2 separate regions of the Mus musculus genome follow, and region 1 is linked to region 2. The links are chromatin contacts, called in public HiChIP or PLAC-seq maps. All regions are on one chromosome and are shown on one strand. The core of a region is the stretch at or near the end of the contact, and the rest is flanking DNA. Distances in the headings are between cores, read along the strand shown.

The links. HiChIP or PLAC-seq counts read pairs in DNA pulled down with a chosen protein or histone mark.
Region 1: an H3K4me3 HiChIP or PLAC-seq map of bone marrow-derived macrophages shows a contact between it and region 2, with 2.6 times the contacts expected there. The contact joins the enhancer-like site here to the promoter of Dpm3 in region 2. A contact is called at or near these places in 4 of 39 promoter capture datasets (the 3T3-L1 cell line, liver and neutrophils), 1 of 15 datasets of contacts at CTCF or cohesin (embryonic stem cells), 8 of 484 Hi-C or Micro-C datasets (CD4 T cells, the G1E-ER4 cell line, the HL-1 cell line and 5 more), 6 of 115 datasets of contacts at active chromatin or transcription factors (bone marrow-derived macrophages, embryonic stem cells, microglia and 1 more) and 4 of 9 other capture datasets (adipose tissue, embryonic stem cells, liver and 1 more).

Annotation. Positions count from the first base shown.
Region 1 is chr3:89,471,408-89,476,758 of GRCm38.p6, reverse strand. No RefSeq gene overlaps it. Among named protein-coding and RNA genes, the nearest start is that of Pmvk, 15 kb to the right of the region's middle. Within about 2 kb of position 2,703, at least 10 of the 459 cell types and tissues checked have an H3K27ac peak or open chromatin away from gene starts, as enhancers often do. A contact at or near this core is called in bone marrow-derived macrophages, where this site is marked.
Region 2 is chr3:89,263,761-89,268,811 of GRCm38.p6, reverse strand. It overlaps Dpm3 (dolichyl-phosphate mannosyltransferase polypeptide 3), which reads right to left and starts at 2,351. Exons shown (of 2, transcript NM_026767.4): 1 at 2,206-2,351; 2 at 1,733-2,083. The coding sequence starts at 2,078. The coding sequence ends at 1,800. Slc50a1 (solute carrier family 50 (sugar transporter), member 1) reads left to right here. Exons shown (of 6, transcript NM_009057.3): 5 at 20-139; 6 at 214-566. The coding sequence ends at 315.

The DNA of each region.
Region 1 (5,351 bases), core at 1,454-3,953, 210 kb before region 2:
TGCCTCCCGTGTGTTGGGATTAAAGGTGAGCGCCACCACTCCCCAGGCTGCCTTTTCCTCTGTTCAGAAACATTTGTGGAGACCTCTTATGTACTAGGGCAAAAGAATCAATAGAGTATAAGCCAAGAAAAACATCCCTGAATTGTTCTCAGTGTGGTGGGGCACTAGGAAATGCAGAGAGGTGCCTCTGCCCTCTTCAAGTCATGGGTTCCAAACCCAAAGCATCCGGGAGGGGCACTGCAGACAGAACAGGCGTGGGCGTGGCAGAAGGCGTGGGCCTTGCAGCTAAGGCCTGTGGCTGTGCTGTGTTGAGATGATTGACTGGTAATCCAGGCTAGCTTTAAACTCTTCCATGGTGGTTCTTCTGCCTCATTTTCCAGAGTGTTAGGATTATAGATCTGTACCACCACATTGAGATAAAGGCGACTTTATTTATTAGTATACGTAAGTACACTGTAGCTGTCTTCAGAAGCACCAGAAGAGGGTGTTAGATCTCATTATGGGTGGTTGTGAGCCACCATGTGGTTGCTGGGAATTGAACTCAGGCCCTCTGGAAGAGCAGTCAGTGCTCTTACCCGCTGAGCCATCTCGTCAGCCCTAAAGGTGACTTTTTAATTGCCTCTTTATGCCAGGCATGGCACACATGCCTGTTACCCCAGTACTCGGGAAATATGGGCAAGAAGGTTGAGAGAGTGTTCAAGGCCAGCCTCCACTGTAGGAAGTTTGATGCTGACATGGACTACATTTGACTTTGTCTCAGAAAAAATAAAAAAATAAAAGTCCTTGCCTAGAGCTGAGAGATGCTCTAAAGATGCTGGAGAGATTCTTTTTTAGCAAAGAAAGGAAAAGAAACGAAGGGTTGGGGGAGAAAGTTAAGGGAGGAGAAGATCCTGGGACTGATTAACGTAGAGCAAAGTTCAGTCTTGTGGTATTAAGACAGCTGAAGAGCTCACCCATCGGCCTTTCCTTTCACCACAGTTAGCACCAAATTTCCTTTTGCTTCCAAAACCCAAACCTACGCTGAAGGGAAAGGGAGCCTGTAACAACACTGAAGCCAAGTCTTCAAATCGAGACGGAGCGCTCAAAGACACCTGAAGAACAGCCCCAAAGCCAAGGTGAACAGAGTCCAGGCCCACTTACTCGTCCATCTCATCACTCACTAAAGCCTTACTGGGGACGATGAGCTGCCAACAGTTTCCCCTTAGTACACGCCCTTGTTCTTTCTACCTTAGAGAATGCCAGAAGTTGAATCTCAAAAATGAAAGGAACAGAATCCAAACCCATCCCTGCAGGGAAATGGGGTTACCTTCAAAAGAACAAAAGCGAAGGTGTCCTTAGACTCTGGACGTAACATCAGCAGATGACAGAACCAGGTCGTGGGTCCTCTGCCAGCCACGTCACTGTGCATGCGCAGACACGACAGAATATCATTCTTTCTCATGAGTGGGTTCAGAAAATCTCTCCCCCTGTCCTATTTACATCTTTTTTTAACTTGTGTGTGTGCCCATGAGCACATGGGATCAGAGGACAGCTGGTGGCAGTCTATTCTCTCCTTCCATCATGGGAGTCCAGGGCTTGGACTTAGGTCACCAGGCCTGACAAGAGCCTCTATCCTCAGCGCCATCTCAATGGCTTATTTGAATTTCCTGTTGCGCAGTAAATATAAAATATAAATACATGTGGTTTTGATACATTGCTCTCAAACTAGAGATCTTCTTGCTTCAGGCTCCCAAGTGCTAGGACTATAGGCATGTACCATCTTGGCCAGCTCTCCAGTTGATTTTGTTTATGAGAGGACTTTATTCCATGGCTCAAACACCTGGCAACCCTCTGTTTGACCCCCTAAGAATTTATTTACCAGTTCTAGTGGCTTCTTTTGAATATTCCACCTAGTTTTCTTTCTTATTTTCTCTGTCTCTCCTTCTTCTTCTTCTTCTTCTTCTTCCTCTTCCTCTTCCTCTTCCTCTTCCTCTTCCTCTTCCTCTTCTTCTTCTTCTTCTTCTTCTTCTTCTTCTTCTCCTTCTTCTTCTTCCTCCTTCCTCTCTCTCTCTCTCTCTCTCTCTCTCTCTGTAGGCCAGAATTAGATCTTAGGTATCTTTCTCATTTGCTCTTCATCTTACATTTTTCTACTGTCATTGTGTGTACAACGTGTCTAGTTGCTAGGTGTGGTGATGCATGCCTTTAACTCCAGGACTCAAGAGACAGGGGAGGCAGCAGGTCTCTGTAAGATGGTAACCAGTCTGGTCTACGTCATAAGCTCCAGGCTAGCCAGACTAACAGACTAGCCTGTCTTAAAAGGGGGAGGGGGGGGCTGGAGAGATGTATCAGAGGTTAAGAGCACTGGCTGCTCTTCCAGAGGTCGAGTTCAATTCCCAACAACCACATGGTGGCACACGATCATCTATAATGAGATCCGGTCCCTTCTTCTGGACTGCAGACATACATGCAGGCAAAATGCTGTATACATAATAAATAAATAAATCTTAAAAAAAAAAAAACAAAAACAAAAACAGACTTCCATGGTCCATCCTTTTCCCAGAAGCCATGCTGGTTCGTGGCCTGTGCTTTGGCTGAGGGCTTTGTTGATGACTGTAGTCTGTACTGACACCGGAGACCAAATGGAGGTCCTTAGCACGATGCTAGAGATCATGTGGATGTTTGTGGTCTCTGCTGTTGCCAGAAACCATGTGAAAACCCAGAATCCACGTCCTCACTGCCTGGGAAGGACAAGGAAGCTGCTTTTGTGGTGTTCCTGACGACTGCAGACACACAGTTAGGAAAGAGGAACATAGAAGGCTTCTGTGACATTTCCCCTCCCCATACAACCCCACCGCCCAAAAGAGTAATAGCCTGAAAAAGGAAACCATTGAAAAGAACTCTTAAAAATTGTGAGCCAGGCAGTGGTGGTGCACACCTTTAATCCCAGCACTTGGAAGGCAGAGGCAGGCAGATTTCTGAGTTTGAGGCCAGCCTGGTCTACAGAGTGAGTTCCAGGACAGCCAGGGCTATACAGAGAAACCCTGTCTCAAAAAAAAAAAAAAAAAAAAAATTATGATAGGAAGGATGGAGGGATGGCTCAGTGGTTAAGAGCGCTGACTGCTCCTCCAGAGGTCCTGAGTTCAATTCCCAGCAACCACATGGTGGCTCACAATCATCTATAGCGGGATTCAATGCCCTCTTCTGTCTGATGCTGTCTTCTGTCATGCAGGATATGTGCAAATAGAGTGCATACATACATACATACATATGTCTTAGAAACTGTGATAAGGATGCTGAAGTATGGCTCTCCACAACTGATGGCTTCTGGTGGGGGTCTGGGTGGAGAAGGGTTCATCTTCCCTTGGGGGCTGGCCCCTGGAGTCTCTCCATGCTCCAGTGAGCATATGAACAACACAAAATGGACTTGGTGTTCTTTTCCTTCTTTTTCTTTTGCAGGGAGAGGCCACAATGGAGGGGGATTGGAAATAAGCACGCCCGGGTCCACGACATGAAATGCCCAAATAATTAATAAAAATATGTTGGAAAAATATGTTGGAAAAGGAAGAGGAAGGAAAAAGAAAAAAGCAAAGGAAGGAAAGGAAAGAAGAGAGGAAACAAAGCAGTGGCCGGAGAGACGGCTCAGTGGTTAAAAGCACTGGCTGCCCCTGTAGAAAGCCCAGGTCCAATTCAGAACCTCCACAGTGGCTCACAAAGGTCTGTAACTCCAGGGATCTGAGCCCCTCATCCTTCCCCCGTGGCACTGTGTGTACCAGATGCACAGAAACACATGCAGGCAAACACTCAGACACATCAAAATGAATAAATGAGTCTTTAAATGTGTGTGGCCACAGGTGTGGCAAGGTGACCATCTCCGTGGAGTTGGTCCCCTCCTTCCACCTTTGACGTGACTTCCAGGCAGCAGGACTGGCCCTCCAGATGCTTCACCCGGTCTTTACCTAGCGGTGGAGACCTCAACTCAGGTCCTAGGGCTTGCAGAGCCAGCTCCCCAATCCCCAAGAATCCACAAAGTTTTCTACATAAACGACCAAGTTTTCTAGATGTTGTTGGTTCCTTTTTAAATTCTGTATCTGATTTATTTATTTATTTATGCATTTAGAGAAACATATGCATCCCGAGGCACAAGTGTGGCGGTCCGAGGCCAGCGCTAGGAATCCAGTTCCCTCTCCCCACCACGTGGGTTCCAGGGATCAAACTCAAGTCCTCAGCCTTGGTAACCAGCTCTTTACCCAGCGAGCCATCTGGCTGTCTCCAGATGCTGTTGGTTTCTTTGTCACAGCACTATCTAGAGCAGTGGTTTCTACCCTCCTAAAGCTGGGACCCTTAACTTCCTCTTCCTAATGTTGGAGCCTTTAACATATTTCCTCGGGTTGTAGTGACCCTCAACCCTTTGCTGCTCTTATGAATTATAATGTAAAGATCTGATATGCAGAGTATCTGATATGTGACCCCTGTGAAGGGGTTGTTTGACCTGTTGCCTGCAGGTTTGGAGGTTTGGTTTTTATCTTCTAGAAGGCTGACTATTTTGTGATTTGTGTTTTGAGACTGGTCGCGAAAGGAGCCCGGACTGGCTTTGAACTTCCCTGGTAGCCTAGCCAGGTGTGGTTTAATCCCAGTGCTCAGGAGGCAGAGACAGCAGGATCTGCCTTAGGAAATTCTGAGACAGCCAAAGCTCCAGAAAAAGAACTCACTACTTAGCCAAGGCTGACCTTGAACTCATAATCCTCCTGCTTCGGCCTCCTGCGTGGGTCTGCAGGAGTGTTCCACTACACCCAGGCTTTCAGTAGAAGGTCAGTATCAGACTGGGGGCATGCCATTCTATTTCTAGTTACCCAGAGATTTCATCAAATATGAACACAAAAATAAAATGCCAGCAAGGCCCTCTTTTCTGGCTGGAACCATGCAGGCCTTTTCAAGAAAGAAAAAAAAAATACATTCCTGCTGTGCCAGGAACCTTTAAAAAAAATTAAAAATTTAAAAAAAAAAAAAAAGGTTTTGCAGAGTTGAAGGTCAAGTGACTTTAAAAGAAATTTTCCCAAAGGCTGCTTTGAAAGACAAGGAGAAACATATCTTCAGGGAGGGGGAAAAATCTAAGAGCTGAAGAGATGCCTCAGTGATTAGAGCACTGGCTTCTTTTCCAGAGGTCCCAGGTTCAGTTCCCAGCACCCATGTGGTGACCCACATCTCCGATTCCAGGGAATCTGATGGCCTCTTCTGGCTTCAACAGGCACCAGGCATAAACATGGTGCAGACTCACAAAGGACCCATGCATATAAATTAAAGAAAAATAGAAAATAAAATAAAAGACTAAGCACTATCACAAGGGACACCAGCAAGTGTGCAGAACTGAGAGG
Region 2 (5,051 bases), core at 1,102-3,601:
AGGCACATTTTTGCCGTAGGCCAAGATCGTTCAGACTAAATCAACCCAGCGCCTCTCCTTCTCCCTGACCATTGCCACGCTCTTTTGCTCCGCCTCTTGGTCTATTTACGGGTTTCGCCTCCGAGACCCATACATCACGGTAAGCAGACTCTAGATTGGGACGTTGGGTCTACAAAGCAGAGTCTGGTCTTTCTAGCAGCTTTTTGATTGCAGGTGCCCAACCTTCCAGGAATCCTCACCAGCTTAATCCGCCTCGGGCTTTTCTGCAAGTACCCTCCAGAGCAAGACAGGAAGTACCGCCTCCTGCAGACCTGACCCCAGGCACCCGAGTGCCAACTGGATACCAAACAGAGCTCCTGTTTCTGCTGGTCCTTGTGACCAGTTCCATGGATGCAATAGGTTGTGAGAAAAAGATGACTTTGAAACTAAAGGGACCAAAGATCTTTCCTTAGATCAGATAGGACCTGTGGGATGAAATCACATTTTTACAGGAGATCATCTTTTCTCATTTCGGAGGCTGAGGTGGTATTAGAATGTGCCTTAAAATAAACTGTTCCCCACCCCTGCCTGCAGAGTGATGTGTTCTTCGCCATTCCCAACCTGCCTGACTTGACAGACAGAGGGCCTACTGCCTGGGGGGCCTGTAGGATTGGCTCAGAAAAGGGATTTGAAAGAACTAGAAGTTAGGACTGGAGAGATGGCTCAGTGGTTAAGAGCACTGACTGCTCTTCCCAAGGTCCTGAGTTCAATTCCCAGCAACCACATGGTGGCTCACAACCATCTGTAATGGGATCTAATGCCCTCTTCTGGTGTGTCTGAAGATAGCTACAGTGTACTCACACACATAACATAAATATTTTTTGTTGTTTTTTTGTTTTTCAAGACAGGGTTTCTCCGTGTGGCCCTAGCTGTCCTGGAACTCACCCTGTATACCCGGCAATAAATCTTTAAAAAACAAAAAACAACTAGAAGTTAGAAAGATCCAGGAAGTCCTTTTAAAAAGAAAAGAAACCTGGCAGTGGTGACACACGCCTTTAATCCCAACACTTGGGAGGCAGAGGTAGGCGGATTTCTGAGTTCGAGGCCAGCCTGGTCTACAGAGTGAGTTCCAGGACAGTCAGGACTGCATGGAGAAACTCTGTCTCAAAAAACAAACAAACAAAACAAAAAAACAACCAACTTGAAAGCTGTGAAGAATGGAAGGAAGTTAGGGACCCATGCTTCCTGCGCAGCCTTGTATGGGAAGCCTCGCAGCACTTCCAAGGTTGAAGCTGAAGCGGGAGGACCACAGGTTGAGGGCAGCCTGGGTAGCACGACAGGGTTGGTTGTAAGCCAGGTTGAACTACTTATTAAAACCATATATATTAAAACCATATACACAAGTAAACAAACCTGTTTTGGGGATATAGTTCAGTTGTGGACTTCCAAGTTTGAAGCCCAGCATGACATAAACTAGTCTAGTCATGGTGGGTTTAGCCTGTAATTAGAGACGTTAGAATCGAGATAATCCACAGCCATATGGCTGGGGTCAAGGCCAGTCTAGGGTACATGGCATCCTATTTCAAACAGAAAAAAAATCTTGAGAAGGGAACAGAACACCATCAAAATGCAAAGCTAAGTAAGGCCTGGTAAGGTGGTTCTCCTGCCCCCTCACCTCTTGACCTCTAGTATATAGAATCCCCATCCCACCCCCCACCCCACCGCTATCCTCCATACTCAAAACTACACAAGATTAGAAAATAAAACTGCATTTTAATGCGGAATGAGGAAAGATGTCCAGACTGGAATGGGTTTAGGTGTCAGAAGCGCAGCCCCCTGCGTGCTAAATCAGCTCGGGCCTCCACGATCTGGCTCTGCAGCTCTCGGGCAGCGTCCTCGCAGTCGTGAAATGTAGCTACGCGATAGCCCACCGTGCCCAGGGCATAGCAGCCAGCGGAGACCAACAGGTAGGCAGGCAGTGGCCACAGGACCTCTCGGCAGGGGAAAGGCAACTCCAAGCCCAGTGCTCCCATGGTCAGGGCAGCCCAGGCAGAGCCCAGGAGAGCCAGTCCCCAAAGCCACTGTGTTAACTTCGTCATGTTGGCTGCAGGGAGAAAAATCAAAGCTAAGGGTTCTTTCTACCGATCCCCGCTCTGCATCTGACATTTATTCCCAGTCTCCGCCACCCATTTCCGTCTTTCCACTCTGCCCGCCACCTAAGCGTACCTCCGTGTGCCGCGCTGACAAGGCCCGCATCAGCATCCGGAAGTCCCTTTCTACTACCGCCCTTTTTCCGGGCTGCCTTCTGGGAACTGTAGTTCTTAGGACAATTTCGGCCGCGCTCAGATCCAGGTTGGTTATACACTGCTCTTCGAAAATCTGAGTTCAGAAGAGTTTTTGCCGTTTTGTTCTGGAGACCCACATCGATACCGGCTGGAACTTGTGGACAATCGGAGGATACCCCGAAACGCTGCGTTAAGATGGGAATGTTACATCGCCCCCCTTAAACTAGATTCTCCAGTGCAGAAAGCCCACTCATTCAATTATTCAAGCATTCTTCCAACACACCCATCAATCAGCAAACATGAACAGGCCGCCTCACACCTGCTAGGCAAGTTCTCAACCACTGAGCCCTTTTATATTTTGAAACAGGATTTTACAGAGTACCCGGAATAAACTTGAACTCCAGTCTGAGATCCTGTCTTGAAGAAATAGGCTGGTCATGTCAAATTGAACTGCAAATCACAGGCCCATATACCTGTGATTCCAGGGCAATTCAACAGAAGAAGAAAGAAGACCATGACCATTACAGGATATGATAAAGGGTTGGTTGCTAGGGGATGGAGAGGTGGCTCAGCAGTTAAGAGCACTGGCTGCTCTATCAGAAGATCCTAGTTCAATTCTCAGCACCCACATGACAGCTCACAGCTGCCTGTAACTCCAGTTCCAGAGAATCTGACACCCTCACACAGACATACACGCAGGTGAAACATCAATGTGCATAAAATAAAAAAAAAATTTTTTTTTAATAAAAAGGGGTTGGTTGCCTTTAGGTAGCAATAACAGTTTAAATAAAACAAGGGGGTTTTCTTTGGCTTGATTTTTGGTTTGTTTGGGTTTTAAATCTTTATTTATGTGTGCATATGTGTGTCTATCTGAGCGTATACTGGATACATTTAGGTGCCTGCAGAAGCCAGAAAAGCTGGAGTTACAGGTAGTTGTGAGCTGTCTGACACTGGAGCTAGGAACCAAACTCAGGTCCTCTGGAAGAGCAGCAAGCACACTTAACAGCTGAGCTGTTTCCAGCCTGGTTGGTATTCGTTTTGTTTTGAGACAGAGTCTAATGTAATGTATTCCAGGCTGGCCTAGAGCATGGGATGTAGCTGAGGATGGCCCTGAACCCTTGTTACTCCTGCCTCTGCTTTCCCAGTGCTAGAATTAAATGTGTGTGTTACCAAACCTTCCTTAAAGCAATTCTGTTGTTGGAAAAACGAGTAAATGAGGAGTGAAAAAGTCCTGAGGACATCCACATGATCCCAAGGCTCAGGAGGCAGGGCTGCTCCAAGTTCAAGGCCAACATGAACTACATAAGGAAGGCCCTGATTTAAAGGGAAAAAAATCTAGTCTGAGTGGATTGAGGGTCCACTTGGAAATCACAAAGCGGGGACAGAAGTAGACTGTAACTCCAAGACCTCACACAGACTCACGTGCAGGCTAAACACCAGTGCACATAAAATAAAAATTAACAAATGTTCAAAGACCCATTGTTCAAAGCTTTGTAGCTGGATTGGAAATTTAGTTTACTTTGGTATGTCAAAAGGGAATCCAGAGGGGCTGGAGAAATGGCTCAGCAGTTAAGAGCTCTGGCAGCTCTTCTAGAGGATCCTCTGAGCTCCATTCCCAGCACCCACATGATGTCCTTAACCATCTGTAACTCCAGTTTCAGAGCGTCTGACAACACTTTATGACTTCCCGAGGCACCAGACACATACTCAGACATACATGCAGGCAAAACACCCATCCATGTAAAATAAAAGAGAAACAAACCAAACCCTTATTTCCTCAAAGCCTTCAATGTTAATCAACAATTATTATTTATAAAACAAAAACAAAAAACATGTTACTGAGACAACAGACAAGAGTAAAATGTGCCGTTTTCTTTTTTCCCCTTTCTTTCCTTTCCCTGAGACAGGGTTTCTCTGTGTAGCCCTGGCTGTCCTGGACCTCTTGTTCTGTAGCCTAGGCTAGCCTGAAACTCACAGAGATCCTCCTGCCTCTGCCTCCTGCTGGGTTCAAAGGTGTGCACCACCACATCCTGGCCTCAATTAAAAAGTCATTTATTAATTTTTATTTTACATGCATTGGTGTTCTGCCTGCGTGAAAGTTTGTGTGAGGGTGTCAGAGCTTGGAGTTACAGACAAGGGTGAACTCAGCCAGCTCTCCAGCCCTTCAGAATTTTTAATCATAATTTAAATTTGTTTTGAGAGTATAATTATGCTACTTTTCCTCCTCCATTTCCTTCCTCCAATCCCTCCCTTGCTCTCTCTCAATGTATGGCCTCTTTTTATTTTTTTAGATTTATATTCTCCGTGTATCAACGGTATGCCTCTATGTATGAATTCATCACACGTGTGCCTGCTACCCAAGGAGGTTAAAAGAGGGTGTCAGATCCCCTGGACCAGAGTTACTGATGGTTATAAGCAAAGTGGCAGTGACTGGACCTGGATCTGTTACAAGAACTGTACATGATCATGGTTTTGTTGTTGTGATTTTTTTTTTTCAAAACAGAGTTTCTCTATATATCCTTAGCTGTCCTGGGACTTAGTCCATATACCAGGCTAGTCTCGAACTCAGAGATCAGTGTTCCTCTGCCTCTGAGTGCTGGGATGAAAGGCATGTGACATCACATGATCTTAACATCTATATATAGAGAGATTTGAGGCCTCATGAGTTTTCCCCCTTCCAGGTTAGCATGTCCATTATGTCTCTTAGTGTGGTGGTTTAGCCAATCGTGTTGATGAGACTTCATGCAAGTAGCTTCTACATTTCTAGAAGATGAAATCTCACAGCTG